2 separate regions of the Gasterosteus aculeatus genome follow, and region 2 is linked to region 1. Evidence: chromatin contacts called from public Hi-C data. All regions are on one chromosome and are shown on one strand. Each heading gives the region's core, a stretch centred on a gene start, on an enhancer-like site or on the middle of the called end of the contact. The rest is flanking DNA. Distances are from core to core; before and after follow the strand shown. Region 1 holds the start of LOC120821887 (nuclear factor 1 B-type). Region 2 overlaps LOC120821887 (nuclear factor 1 B-type).

The links. Hi-C and Micro-C count contacts between places; a contact is called where the count stands out from the background.
Region 2: a Hi-C map of skeletal muscle shows a contact between it and region 1, with 8 times the contacts expected there. The contact joins the enhancer-like site here to the promoter of LOC120821887 in region 1. A contact is called at or near these places in 4 of 6 Hi-C or Micro-C datasets (skeletal muscle, tail fin and whole body).

The regions. Positions count from the first base shown.
Region 1 is chr7:8,088,744-8,095,113 of fGasAcu3.hap1.1, forward strand. LOC120821887 (nuclear factor 1 B-type) reads left to right here and starts at 4,654. Exons shown (of 11, transcript XM_078106388.1): 1 at 4,654-5,092. The coding sequence starts at 5,075. It overlaps LOC120821888 (a long non-coding RNA gene), which reads left to right and starts at 941. Exons shown (of 3, transcript XR_005712600.2): 1 at 941-990; 2 at 1,104-1,177; 3 at 1,321-1,347.
Region 2 is chr7:8,130,576-8,137,480 of fGasAcu3.hap1.1, forward strand. It overlaps LOC120821887 (nuclear factor 1 B-type), which reads left to right. Exons shown (of 11, transcript XM_078106388.1): 4 at 717-785; 5 at 3,349-3,469; 6 at 3,671-3,792; 7 at 6,661-6,792. Among protein-coding and RNA genes, the nearest start is that of LOC120821887, 41 kb to the left of the region's middle. Within about 2 kb of position 2,591, at least 2 of the 9 cell types and tissues checked have open chromatin away from gene starts, as enhancers often do.

The sequences.
Region 1 (6,370 bases), core at 3,404-5,903:
TCAATAAGGTCCACGCGTCTCTGTTGTGAGAACGAGTTTCCTTTCTCCCAAAGAATGAAGAGCTCACATGAGCTGCACAATGTCAGAAATATAGAGTCAATTATCCCACACGTGTTGCTTACGTTTGGGCTCGGTTAAACGCTGGAGGAGAGACTCATTTCAGATACGCGTTGTGTGATCCGTTACACACAACCACACTTAAGACAGAAGTCACGTGAGCAGTGGACCCCAAAGCATTGGTTCAAGAATATTTTGTGTGAGCAATTCACATAAAGTAAGAAAAAGTAATTATCATGTGTTTAATCAACACTTAAAAGGAACATTTTGCTTAAAAAAACGCTTTTTCAATAACTTCTCCTTGTAAAGCGGAATAATATGTACACGTATAAAACCATACGGAACAAGCTGTTCACCAGCCTCTGAATTCAATGATACAGACTTCCTCCAAATCTCCCACTCATGAACCAATTAAATCGTCCGGCTCCTAATTAGTGCTTTATTAAAGCCAGCAGCGTGGAAAAGGCGTGCTGCAGGCGTGCTTGTTAAACGAAGCCGCACGGTGCAACCAGCCGTGATGGCAGACGTACGCACGTCACGTCGTCCTTCTGTCACGTATTGTGAGGTCAAACCTTTACGTGCTCAACTCCCTCGACTCCGCGACACAGTCTAGTGAAATTCCTCATTTCCGAGCATTGCGGCCCTGCTTTGTTTTCGCCGCATCTACTGTTTGTAACCAACGCTAAGTTACTGTTGCTAAGTCCGCCCACCGTCCCTGTGGGGAAATCCAGCCGCCGGCGAAGCGGCCCCCAGCGAGGCGGATTGGAATGTGGGCCCGAGTGAAAAGGTCTTTTCTGCTGCCTTTCAGATAACATTTACACATTTACATTTAAACGTCTTAATTCACGGATCAAAGTGCAGTTTGCCCGAGGAAACGCCGGCTGAATGAGCGGAGCGGGTCTCTCGGCTGTTACTTGGGCCTGCTTCTTTTAGGTAATAGACTGGACCGCCTTTGAATGGGAACAAACGTTGTTTTTCTTTCAGAGGCGTTCGGAAAACGCTTGAACAAAATCCCCACGAGGTTTTTTTTTTTTTTTTGCCTGCAGAAGTTCAAGCAACCTTTGGCTCGGTGCCACGCGGTGATATCAAGCTGCTTCCCAGCCGTGGTTGGAGGGGGGAGGTCGGTGTAGGAGGGGGGATGGTGAGGGTCGCAGGGGGTCGAGGCTCTTTTAATTACCACAGTCAGGTTCAAGTCACTGGTCAAGAGTGTCGCTGAATTTTTTTTTTTTTCTTCCTTTTTTCCCATGATGCAACGTCCACAAGGCCTGGCCTACATGAGGCACAGCATGCCGCCACTGATGCCCCTCTGATTAGGTGTCCTGTCCGCCCCGGGGATGCGTGCGATGACAGCCGGGAGCACGGCGATGGCTGGGAAGCCGACAGAGACGTCCGTTAAATGGCAGCTTTGTTATGACGCGTCAGCGAGGACGTGGTGGATGGTAAGCAGGAACTCTTTTCTCTTGACTTATTCCTCTTTGATTACATGGGGTGAAAAACGTCGCTCCGAAGCAAAATGGACTTCATTTCATGTGACCTTTCCAAAATGTCACGCTGACCTCTGACATCTGTCTGGGTAAAATAAACGGTCTGTAAATGTCCACGTTTAGTAAATATCAAATTCTGCTGATTGCCCTGTGGGAATTTAATGGACATCATCTTGTTTTTCTTTTAGGAGTTCTTTGTGTGACTGTGCTCAGGTCTAAAGTTCTATTTGTGAGGGATATTGTGAAGAAGGCTATTTTAATATGAACTATTTCGCTTTACTTCACATGTCGCATTTAAAAGAGATGTTACATAAGCTGGTAAGTTAAGCAGTTCGGTCACATTAATATCGGAATAATTGTAGTCCCGAACGCAAGAAGCATTTTAGTCCTCTGGACCCAGTGGTACTGCAACAGATTTGAAGGCCATGAGGAACAAAATGGAAAGGAAAAAAACATTTTTTATTTGCCAAAATAAATAAGAACTTTTCTGCCTCTCTTTCAGTGTTAGAGCGATTCTCAAAGCGCAGCCGTCTGTCCAACCTCTGCAGTGTTAATTTGACAGTGTCAGACAAAGAGCCCTTTCTCCAGCCCGCGCCTTTCCCATGCAGCAGAGGCAACGCAGGCTGACATTTCTTTCTGAATATTTATTTACTTGCACAGATACAGGCGAGCTTTTATTGGCCTCAGCTACTCAAGATACCAACATATTGAATCGGTTCAGAAATAGCATTTAATTCAAAGTTCATATTAAGATCAACGTTTTGAAGGATTTAGCGGAGACTAGCAGACCTGCTGTCTTAGCAGCTGTTGTGAAGTGCCCAAAGGAAATGATGTAATTGAAAGGAAATGTCATCACTGTGTGATCATGCAATTTGAACCCAAACGAACAAAATGATCGTTATTCACATAAACCTGTTGTTAGAACATCACTAATGGAATAGAAGCCATAATAGTAGCCTGGTATAGTGCACGTATGGTTATCACATCACAGCCTATTTTGGATAAAACAAGTTTGAGAACCCAGATCATATTTGTTATTCTCTGACGAGACTTCAGTAAATTAAAAGTCCAAAGAGAAAGAAGCCTTTGTTAATCAAATTTTTAATGTTATTGATCATTTCCTGCCGTTATCAATATTTTGTTTTGTTTTATATTTTCCAGTTTATTTTTCAACATATTGTATAATATGGACTGACTGACAATTTAGTGTATTTTTCATCCGAAAGTTCTGCAATGAAGAGAAACACAAACAAACATTTCATGACTCTTTAGCGTTGTGTCCATTTCATGTTTTCAAAAAGCTTTTCAGATTAGAGCTACAAAACAATAAAGAGCACCTCAGGTTTGATTCTCCCCGTGCACCCCCACAAGAAACCCGCGTGCACGCTTGTGACCACATGGGGGCAGTACATCCTCATTCAGAGGGGTGGGTTCTGGAGGAGGGAAGGCTCGTGCACCAGCAGACTGGCATGATAATGTTTGGTAAATGGAGGCAAAGAGAGGACAAAATTAGTGTGTGTGTGTGTGTGTGTGTGTGTGTGTGTGTGTGTGTGTGTGTGTGTGTGTGTGTGTGTGTGTGTGCGTGTGCGTGTGTGTGTGTGACAATAATAATATTTTATCTTTAAATTCAAAAAAATTAAACATTCTTGCATGAGTACTGGGGAATGGCTAAGTACTGAAATGTATTAGTTCTGCTAGACGTGTCCGTTTTGTGGGAGGTTAAAAGAGGGTTTTCAAAGACACCCCAGCAACATCAGTCTGGATTTAGCCTGGAAATGATTATTGATTGACCGTTTACAGCCATTTGTTCCGCGACTGATTGCTCTCAGCCTAATTGTTTTTGGAAGTGAATCAAAACGGATGACGAGGTGTGTGGTGTAGATACTGGACCCACTTGACGGCGCGGGCCTTTTTAGATGGAGCGAGTACTCTGTTAATGTCATGATAAGAGTGACGAGAGAGCAGGGAAATCTATTGTCCTTGTACTCCTTTTTTAAATCAGTCAACTGCACTGGCACCATTGCACCGATACAATGCTTTATACCACAGGCTTTTACTTATTGTCACAACACCGACTATAACCGTCATCGCTGCTGACATTTTATCTAATGTATGAGATTATAACATGTAATATACCCTAATGTAGAACAATAGCCTTCTAGAATCAGTGCTTTCAACAGTATTTTCGTTGTTCATTTTTGATGGAATTACATTTTAATGATAGTGGAAAGTGTACAATTAACATAATCCTGTGATAGCAATCATGGTATATCAAAATAATTACCATGAAAACGTGTTATCCCAGTACCATTTGGTCTTAACATGTTTTGCAGCTTGTCTTATAAAACGTTTATTGGAAACGTCTACATGTGTGTGGACATTATCTAGTTTTTAACACTGTCACTATGCAAAATAGTCCCGACAACAAATGACAACCATGATAATCCAATTTAGGTGTTGCAGTAATAACTGCAGTGATTTCCACCCGTAGTCTTTGACCACCCAGCTATTCCGGGCCGTGGGGTCCAACAGCGGCTCTGTCAGGCCCCGATCGGCCCGTCACAGGAGCGGAAGTGAGGGGCCCAGGGCAGAGAGTCCGGGGTCCACTGGTACTGGCCAATGAGGGGCAAGAATGCAAAAGACTTACGAAACAGAGCTGTGTCAAGCTTTGCAGAAACCGCTGGTTGGTACCGGGGAAAGGTTGAGTGTTTGCTTTCAAATTAAGAGGTAGATTTTCTCATGTTGGGATTAAAAAAAGATAGTCTGGCCGATTATTACGCAAATTGTTTATAATTGGTGAATGGATATTATTAATTTCCATCTAGCTACATAACTCCATGTAATGGGGTTGTATTTAGATGAAGACATAGGCCTACACAAAAACATAGTTTTTATTTATAACGGTCTAAATCCATGAAATTGAAGTTCCTCTTACTTTGTGAAAACATTCATCCACACGGGCTGCATCGGAAATAAGTGATAAATGTTCCTTTCATCCATTACAAACCACATTCACATTAATCGGCATTCTATTCGTGATTCACGTCGATGGGTTTGCAAGGGAAGAGACGTTATTTTATTTGGAAAACGTCCGACCGGAAGTCCTCTGGTTAAACCGACGTCCAGCTTGACGGTCCGGCGTGACCGAGCCGGAGGGGCGGCAGCCAGCCAGACGGAGAAAGTGAAGGCGGAGACCAGCCCCGAGAACGAGAACTCAGCCTCTCCTGGATCACGTTCAACTTCACTGAACAACCCCCCCCAAAAAAACCGATCCAAAAAAGTAGGACTCGAAGAGGAAGAAAAACAAGACTTAAAAAAACAAACAAAAAAAAGAGACAAAAACCGCGAGGTTCTCCCAACTTCTGTAAACCGCTGCAAAGGCTCGTCTTCCGGTATTGACTTTTTTTTTTTTTTTTTGCGAGCACTGCAAGAGAAAAAAACTCCTCCAAAGCACAAAGTTGAACGTGAGAAATGTGAAGCTACCGGGCGCGTGTGTGTGTTTCAGCCCGGGCTCCAGGATTCCCCATTAACCCATGCAGTACAGTGCAATGGTACGTGATCACGCGCTCTTATTGCTTTCAAATGTTGCGAAACCGGTGATGATGATATTTGTGATACAATCATTGTTATGTCTATTTTCTGTAAAACTGTCCTGTCCATGAAACGATTGGGGGGGTCGACTCCACGCGCACCACCACACTCTTGCACGGTCGGGCCAAATCGTAAGGGGACTAAAGTTGGCACGGATTCTCCTGCACGCTGCAGTTTACCGTCCCGTTCCCCCTTAATCTGGCAAGATGAAGCTCTACGTGGATCGCTGACAGCTCCGTGGGACGCGCGTGCACGTGCGCGCGCCCGCGCACACGGTGCAGCAGTAAAGTGACAATGTTTAACTTCCAGTCTCTCCCGCGTTCTCTTTGCGGCGTTACGATACGCGCAACTCGCTCGCCGCTGTGCGTGTTTTAAGAGCCGTCAGGTGTTCGGGTGTTGCGTTCACTGCGGGGCGACGAGACGCGCACGGCCATTTTAAAAGTCAATCTTTAAACAACGTCCCCCTGCATGCACTAATTGTAACGTGACAAAGTTGGAAGCCAGGTCTTTTCTATTTCTCTTATTTAAAAAAAAAATATATATATATTTATATATATATTCTGCCGTCCGTGTGGGATTGCGGGCTTCTACATTAGCAGGACCCATAAAATGTATAATGTCTTTAAAAGACAATGCATTAAAACGATCGCATATTTAACTTATCGCGATTTATTTCTGCGACTTCTCAGGACATTTTAAAGCGAGTGCATTGGTGTCTTTTCTACAGCGATACAAAGTATAAAAAAGACAGTAGCTTAGTATCTTTTTTTTTTTTTTTTTTTTTTACTGTAAACCACACACACAGAATTATCATGTGGAGAAGGAGTGATCCAACGTGGTGGACACGGAGCTCAGGGGTTTAGGGCAGAAATGTCCCTGTTTTGTTTTATGTAACCCAGAAGCGCACATCTAAGAAATACAATCTACTGCACTGAGGAGGGGAATTATAATGTATGGTGTCTATCCAAATAGAGGAAAAAAGCTGCTGGATTGTGGATATAGGGGCTGTGTGTTGGGAGGCGGAGGAGAAGAAGAGGAGGAGGAGGAGGGTGAGGAGGAGGAGTGTGTGTAATTACGTGGGTGAAAAAAAGTTGAGTCTGATTTGCTGGAATTGCGCAGGAGCGAAGGCGCACCGGTCGATTTCACATCAAGTGTGGTTAAAGCAAAAGGGGTGAACGTCACACACTCGTGTGAGTGCCCTCTGAAGCTTCCCACAGTGCTTTTATGAACGACACATC
Region 2 (6,905 bases), core at 1,341-3,840, 40 kb after region 1:
TTTCATTTGTTTCACCCGTAGCCGTTGATTGGTGCGGTCATACAGAACACTACGGTTATTTGGTCTCAAATCATTTTCTTTTCAGAAAAAGGGGAGGAAAACATTTTGACGTTGAATGAAATCTATTTTTATAAACGATGCAGTTACTTTGTGGTGGATGTTTCCTGGCGGATTCCGGTGTGGTTAATCGAACCAGCGTGGGCCCATTCGTCGTACTCTCAGCAGCACGAGTTTAAGCCTACGTGTCACTCCCTCCTCCTCCTGCTCCTCGCACACCTGTCCTGTCACTCTTTACTGCGCCGCACACAATGACTTCCTGTTGTTTGTTCAAACACTTCAACTCAACCGGCACAATAAACAGTAACTGTATTTGTCTTGCAGTCGTTCTCCAGTCAGCGATCCACATCAAATCTCACGGAAAGAGCGAAACATAAACACAACTTAGAATCCCCCTTTTTAACATTTCTTTGGAGTACTGTGGGATATTGTGTCCTCGTATTTGTCTACACTTGTCTCAACCTACCGGATTATTATCAGTCTTCATCCAACATGAAGCAGAATGCTTGAAGTGTTGGACGACCTGCTGAACTCAATGTTGCCGTTCATTTCACATTTAAGGAACTTTAACGCTCGTATTTTACAATTGCTATTAAAGTCTTTAATGAATACTAAGCATGACGGTAACATTGATTTTCTGTATGTCCCCTTGTCTGCAGTTTACTTGGAAGACAGCTTCATCAAATCAGGAGTCTTCAGTGTTACAGAACTGGTGCGAGTGTCCAGAAGTAAGTACATGCCGTAGCCCCATTAACTAACCTGCACACACACACACACACACACACACAGGTGCTTTTAGGTATTCCTTCACTCCGCCACTCATTACACCGCCGCTCATGTTGACGATGGGCGGCGCTTCACCCGGAATCACATCGGCACAAAGTCCATGTGACCGCAGGAATGCGGAAGGTGTAAGTTCCCCCTGTCCTAACAGGTGCGACCAAGTCAATATGAGTCACGGAGAAGTCAATCAATCTGTCTCCACGCGCCCTGGCGGCCCCGAGAAGAGCTCCAACCAGGTTGCATCCATGGAGCTGTCTTCGTTGCGCTCCGACACACAGCGGTGCTGGGCCTTATTTGCATGTTAACCCTTCTCAACCTCTGCGTATTTACCGAACGCCACCGCACAACTGCAGTTTGGCAAATCCAGTTTGTCCGGTCTGTTTTGCAACAAGAGAACACATGACTGCGCGGCCGTCTGTGTGAACTTGTGTGCATCTGTATGGACACGTCTGCCCTCCGCAAAGCCGTTAAACGGTTGTCCCTCCAGCAGTCCTCTTATAAGTGAGGACGCCGCGAGGCGTCCCTCTGCTGCACTTTAGCGCTGGAACATGCCTCGCATTGCACAAAGGCTCCCAACCCCTGCGCTCATGTGAAACAAACCCGTGTTGTGGTGTCTGTGAATGTACCTCTGTCTGCGCGTAACTTTGGTTGGAGCCAGTTTGAAATTCCGAGAGTTATTCGACAACTATTTTAAGGGATCGCGGTTTTGATTGTGATGAAGTCATCTGAAAAGGTCTTTAGGTTCTGGGCCTTTTTACAATTTTCAAAACAAAAGAGTAAAAAAATAGGAGAAAAAGTGATTTATAACTCTTGATCACTCAGAAATGTCGAGCTACTTACTTGTATTCCCTGCACAAAGGGTTTCTCATGTGAAATCCTCAAAATGTTGCTTTTGTTATTCACATGTCAACATATTTACAGCTTGCCGTGGTTTCCTTTCACCTGTTGAATCGAAGTGTTTCTCATGTAGGAAACCTGGACCAGGTTGTCTCTGCTGTCTCGCATATAAATAAATATATATATATATATCCCGCTCTGGACGGCAGAACCTTCTGATGTCACTGCACTGAGACTGAATACCCTTTCAAAGGCGGTGTTTTTGTTCTAGCGTTTAATTTGCACCCTGACCAGATGGCCGCTGCTCTGGCGCGTTTGCTCTCATGTGACCGAGCCAAAGCCAACTGAAGTCGAGTTGGAATTTTAAAAAGGTCGACGAACACGCAGGAATTGTCACTCACTCAGCCGGTCGCTCCCCGGGAAGATATCTAAGCAGCCGCTCGTCCGTCATCGCGCCTCTCTCCCCGCTCTCCGGACTGTCGAGACATTCTTTGAAGTCCATCAAAGGGGGCTGCGGAGTTCAAGGCCGACTCGCGGTCCGGCGTTTCGACAGGGACACTCATTAATACAACAGGAGCCTCCACTTGCAAGTGTAAGGACATTTTGACAACAGAAAATGTGCACGGTGAAACATCACATGTTCCCCCCCCCTCGTACAGTACGACGAGGTGATCTGCTGAAAGAAGCGCAGTGTGGCGAATGCGGCGCATTAAAAGAAGTGACAGGCAGGGCAGCCTAGTGCCAAAAAAAGAAACCGGCACAGACAGAAATGGTCGGGGGTATCCTCATCCATGAATGAATAGGGGAAAAAAAAAAAAACTCATAAACAATGGGCTTGTATTCGCCGTCCCCGGGCCGGATGCATTCCTCCGCAGACAGCTCGGTGTGGGTAGCAGCGGGTTAGGGGCCTTTGCCAGGGCTGCAGTGGGCTGCCAGGGCGGAGGCTGAGCGGAGGGACCGTGCCAGTGGTGAACCTCAGACCACAACAGACGGCGGCAAACACTCCGTCCTCTCATCGACTCCAAACCAACCAACCGCTCGAGCCGCAGGGAGACGGAGGAGAGAGAGAGAGAGAGAGCGAGAGACGATGGGTGGCTCTTTTTGTTCAGTAAACACTGGCACGGCCTCTCTTGAAAACAATACCCCTTTACCTTGACCGCAGTGGGGAAAAACAACACCTTTCCAACTGAAAATTGCCACGCGAGATAACCGCTGAGTGTTATAACCGACTGTGGAGAAGAAAAAGAATGATCGAACAGAAATAGCCTGCTTTTTGTTCTGTCGGATGCTTAAAAAACCCAGTCGCCTCGCCGTTGTATATCTAAACAGTTAGTGTGCGTCTGCTTAGGGGCACATATAAAATGTAAGCTACTGTAAATATTCTCCCCTGCAGCCACCACCGCGTTTGGAAAAGCAGTGACTCGTTAATCCGCGATTGGTCAGACAGTCAACCTGTGAGCAGGGAGCACTTCATTCGATACCGAGGGCCCCTAAACACCAAGCGTCGATAACGGTCGGCCGAGCTGCGGCGCAATTAACGGCGCTGCTCTAGATACAGAGTGTGGTGAATGCCGCCGGCACTCGGTCTGACGACACCGCTGACATCGGACTCCTTTGTAAGTGATTGCAGAGTAACCGTCTCTCTTTGTTTTCCCTGTGTGCGCTCGGCAGTGCCCATCACCCACGGTGCCGCGGTAAACTTCTCAATGGCCGACATGCCCAGCCAGCCCTACTATCATGATCTGAACTCCAGCGTGGGGCTGCACCGCTCCCTGTCCTCCCCTCCCGGCAGGTCAGTGGAAGTCACGGCAACAAAGCAAAAATTGGAAAATTTGGGTTTTTAGTATTTATACAATGAATTTAATGTACAGATATGAGAGTGTTGTATCAATACTCTCACTCTATGTTTGACTAAACCTGCACACAATGCAACCGCCCCAAATCCGATAATGACTGGCCCTCCTAAACCATAAACTTTGCCAATGCCCCGCAGCAAAAGGCCCAAAACCGTCAACATGGAGGAGAACATGGACACCAGCCCGACAGGACCCGACTTCTACTCGTCACCCAGCTCGCCAGCCAGCAGTCGGGCCAACTGGCACGACAGAGAAGGAGGTGATTTTTCTGTTTTCAGCTTACCTTTTATTTATTATTGTGGTATTCTTTCCGTGACACCCACCTGAAACGTATTCACACAGTCACACAAACGGGTTCCACAGAGTCGGTAGGGATGGGGGGGGCAGCCCGTGCGCCGACCGCGCGGCATGTTGACGGGATTCAACGGAGGGAAGCGGAGCGTCACCCGTTTCACCCTCGTCGCATGCAAATAGTTTCCGATCAAAGCAAACACCTCGCGTTGCTTCCCAACAGCCCAAAGTCTCCTTGACGCTCGGGCCTTGTCACGAGCCGCCGCGCACCGCCGCTGGCCGCTTTTGCTGTGGATGATCTGCATCTGGTTTCTCTGCGCGTGAACCCGGGTCAACTGTGGGGAAAACACATGCCATGGCGGAGATAGCCTCGGGCGTCGCCGCTGATATAAATGTTTGAACCCGTTTGAACCGCAGGCTGAATGTGGATCTGTATTTGCTTGCACCTGTCGCTCGCACAAAAGAAACGTTGGATCGCGCATTGCAGAGTCTCCGTTCTGAGAACAAACTGTTCCAGCGGAAATTCGCGACTCGCTGTAACGGCACGCTGGTTATTTAGATGACTGATGAGGGCTGAATTCATACAAGAGAAAGTATTGAGTGTTCAAATGTCGGGTGTATCGTTTTTCTTTATATGCAGATAGCTGAAACCCCTTGTGGGTGTTTTATATAGAGAAAGGCCTTTTTATAAACCCCATGTAGAGCCGGCAGACCTGCAGGGCAAAAGTATCAGATGATCGGGGAGATCAGGAAATCATGCAATGCATCTTGGCTCAACTTGAGAGGACTCTCCCGTCGGTATAGCGTCTTGATGATCATGTGCCAACTTTTTACAAGACCGCTTTGAAGGGAATTAGGAAATAAAGCTCACCTAATGAGCTCATACGTTGGGCCTACTTAATCTGGAGAAAGAAAAAAAAAAAGCAGAAGAAAAAAGGTGGAGCTGGGAGAGAAGGCGAGATCCTGGCGGGACAGCTTGCATGTCTCATTACGTCGTCTCCTGGTGCAGAGCAGGGCCCCGTCACCCTTTTTAATTGAGGCCTCTTGGTCCCGTGTATCCGGATCGTTCTCACTCCCCCCCTCTGACTTCTCTCCACACTCCGCTGCCCGCACTGGTAGGAAAAACGTTTTTATCGGACCAAGTGGAAGGAAATGTCCTCCCTTTCTGTGGTTGTACTTTTGGTTTTAACTTTAAAAAATTGTTGTCAAAAATATAATAAGACTGAGAGGGGAACATCGGCTGATGCAACAGTGGTGGCATTCGGGCACTACAGGCCTGAGAGTGTTGCTCCGCGTAAACTTAAGAATCTTTGGGGCGAGGACAAAGGAAAAGGAGTCGTAAAGAAACTCTCCAAAGAAATCCATTATTCTGTCAAGGAGAGAATAAATGAGAAGTGGGTTGATATAGAACCCATATGCGGTCATTTCTCGCACATGGTTGTCGTTCCACAAAACCTCTGCCTGTAGTAGAATAAATTGTTTCTCTCCTGCATGAATTAAGACTTTTTTTCAGAGGTCTAAATGCAAAAGAAAAAACTAAATCCCTAAGGACTTTTTATTCAAGCTATGTAAAGTGTTTCATTTCTAGTGATCAGTTAATTTCTTCCAGGCGCTCCAATCGATTCCCTCAAGGATTTAATTAGCACAACAGAATAAAAGTTGAATTTCTTCACCACAGAAAATATTTCCTGTTTAAACATGGACACATTTAGCAGTGCTATCAGTCTTCTCTAAGGTATTTCTCCCTCTGATGCAAAAATGCACTTGAGCCTGTTTCCTCTCGCAACGTCAGACTGGGAAATCCCCCTGAATTCCCGGCCACGTTTGTCGCTCTCTGTCCTCAGAGAAGAATGCTGCTTCCCGTCACGTGGGTGGATCCTGCACTATTAACACCAGGGGGAATTAAAAAAGCTTATTTGGGGAGGAGAGAGATGGACGATGTTAAAGTTGTTGACGTGTGTTCAGAGAAGCGACGGACGTCGACTATTTGTTATCGCGTTCCCTTTCCCGACACCTTGCTTTCCCGGTGGCAAATTGAAACCCGCGCCGCCGTGACAGCAGAGCATTGCTCATGAGACGGGCGCAACATTGTGCAACTTGAAGAGATTGTGCGCATGCTTTCAGTTTATGCGACTACCCTGGTTCCTCTTCTGCCGAGCCTCCAGGATTATTCACGGGGAGTTACAGGGGCGGCTTGTCGGACACGGTGTAAGGCAGACAAGGCCGAGGCGCGCAGATGTTTCGGCGTTACGTCCTATTCGAGATTACGTGAGGGTTCCGAAATTCTCAAATCCCATTTGAGCGGCCAGCTGCTTTTACAACTGTGCATCTGATTGCTGGATTTAATTGTCTGCTCAGACTTGACAAAAGCTGAATGTTCACAGGACTTAAATGTCTTAGTCCACTGATTTGTTATGATTCCACACATGTTGGGTGATTTTGACCCTTTGCAGTGTCTCTAATTAGCTAAACACATGTTCTTTTCGTCTACGGCATTCGCTGAGGACAGGCTGCCCTTGATAACACTAATCCCACCCAGATCAAATTCTGCTTCATTTGAACCGTAATTCATTTTTGGCACTTATTATCTTTCATTCGTAGAAAAATGGAAGTTTTAATGGAAAAGGTAATTGATTTTCTGCAACACACTTATTTATGGCGCATACTTTAGAACACCAGCGAGATCATCTGTCCCGTGCGGATAAAAACTGCTAAAAGATATTTTTTTTCCCAGTCTAAATAATCTAAAATAAAAAGAGGCCTGTAGAAATGTCCTGACCTTGAGCATGCAGTTCATTAGTTTGTGTTTGCTTGTATTGGTTTTTCCCACCAGCAGATATGTCCTCTCCTACCATGAAGAAGCCCGATAAGCCGCTGTTCAGCCCCACCTCCCCGCAGGACTCCTCATCACGACTCAGCACTTTCTCTCAGCCTCATCACCCAAGCCTAACAGGTGTGGGACACAGTGGTGAGTGACTCCTGACTCTCTTTTGCTACATGTGGAGGTCCAACGGACTTTTCCCCTCGTAAACACAACGCTTCATCTCAACCCTCACTAACATGCATTTTTATGCCCCTCTC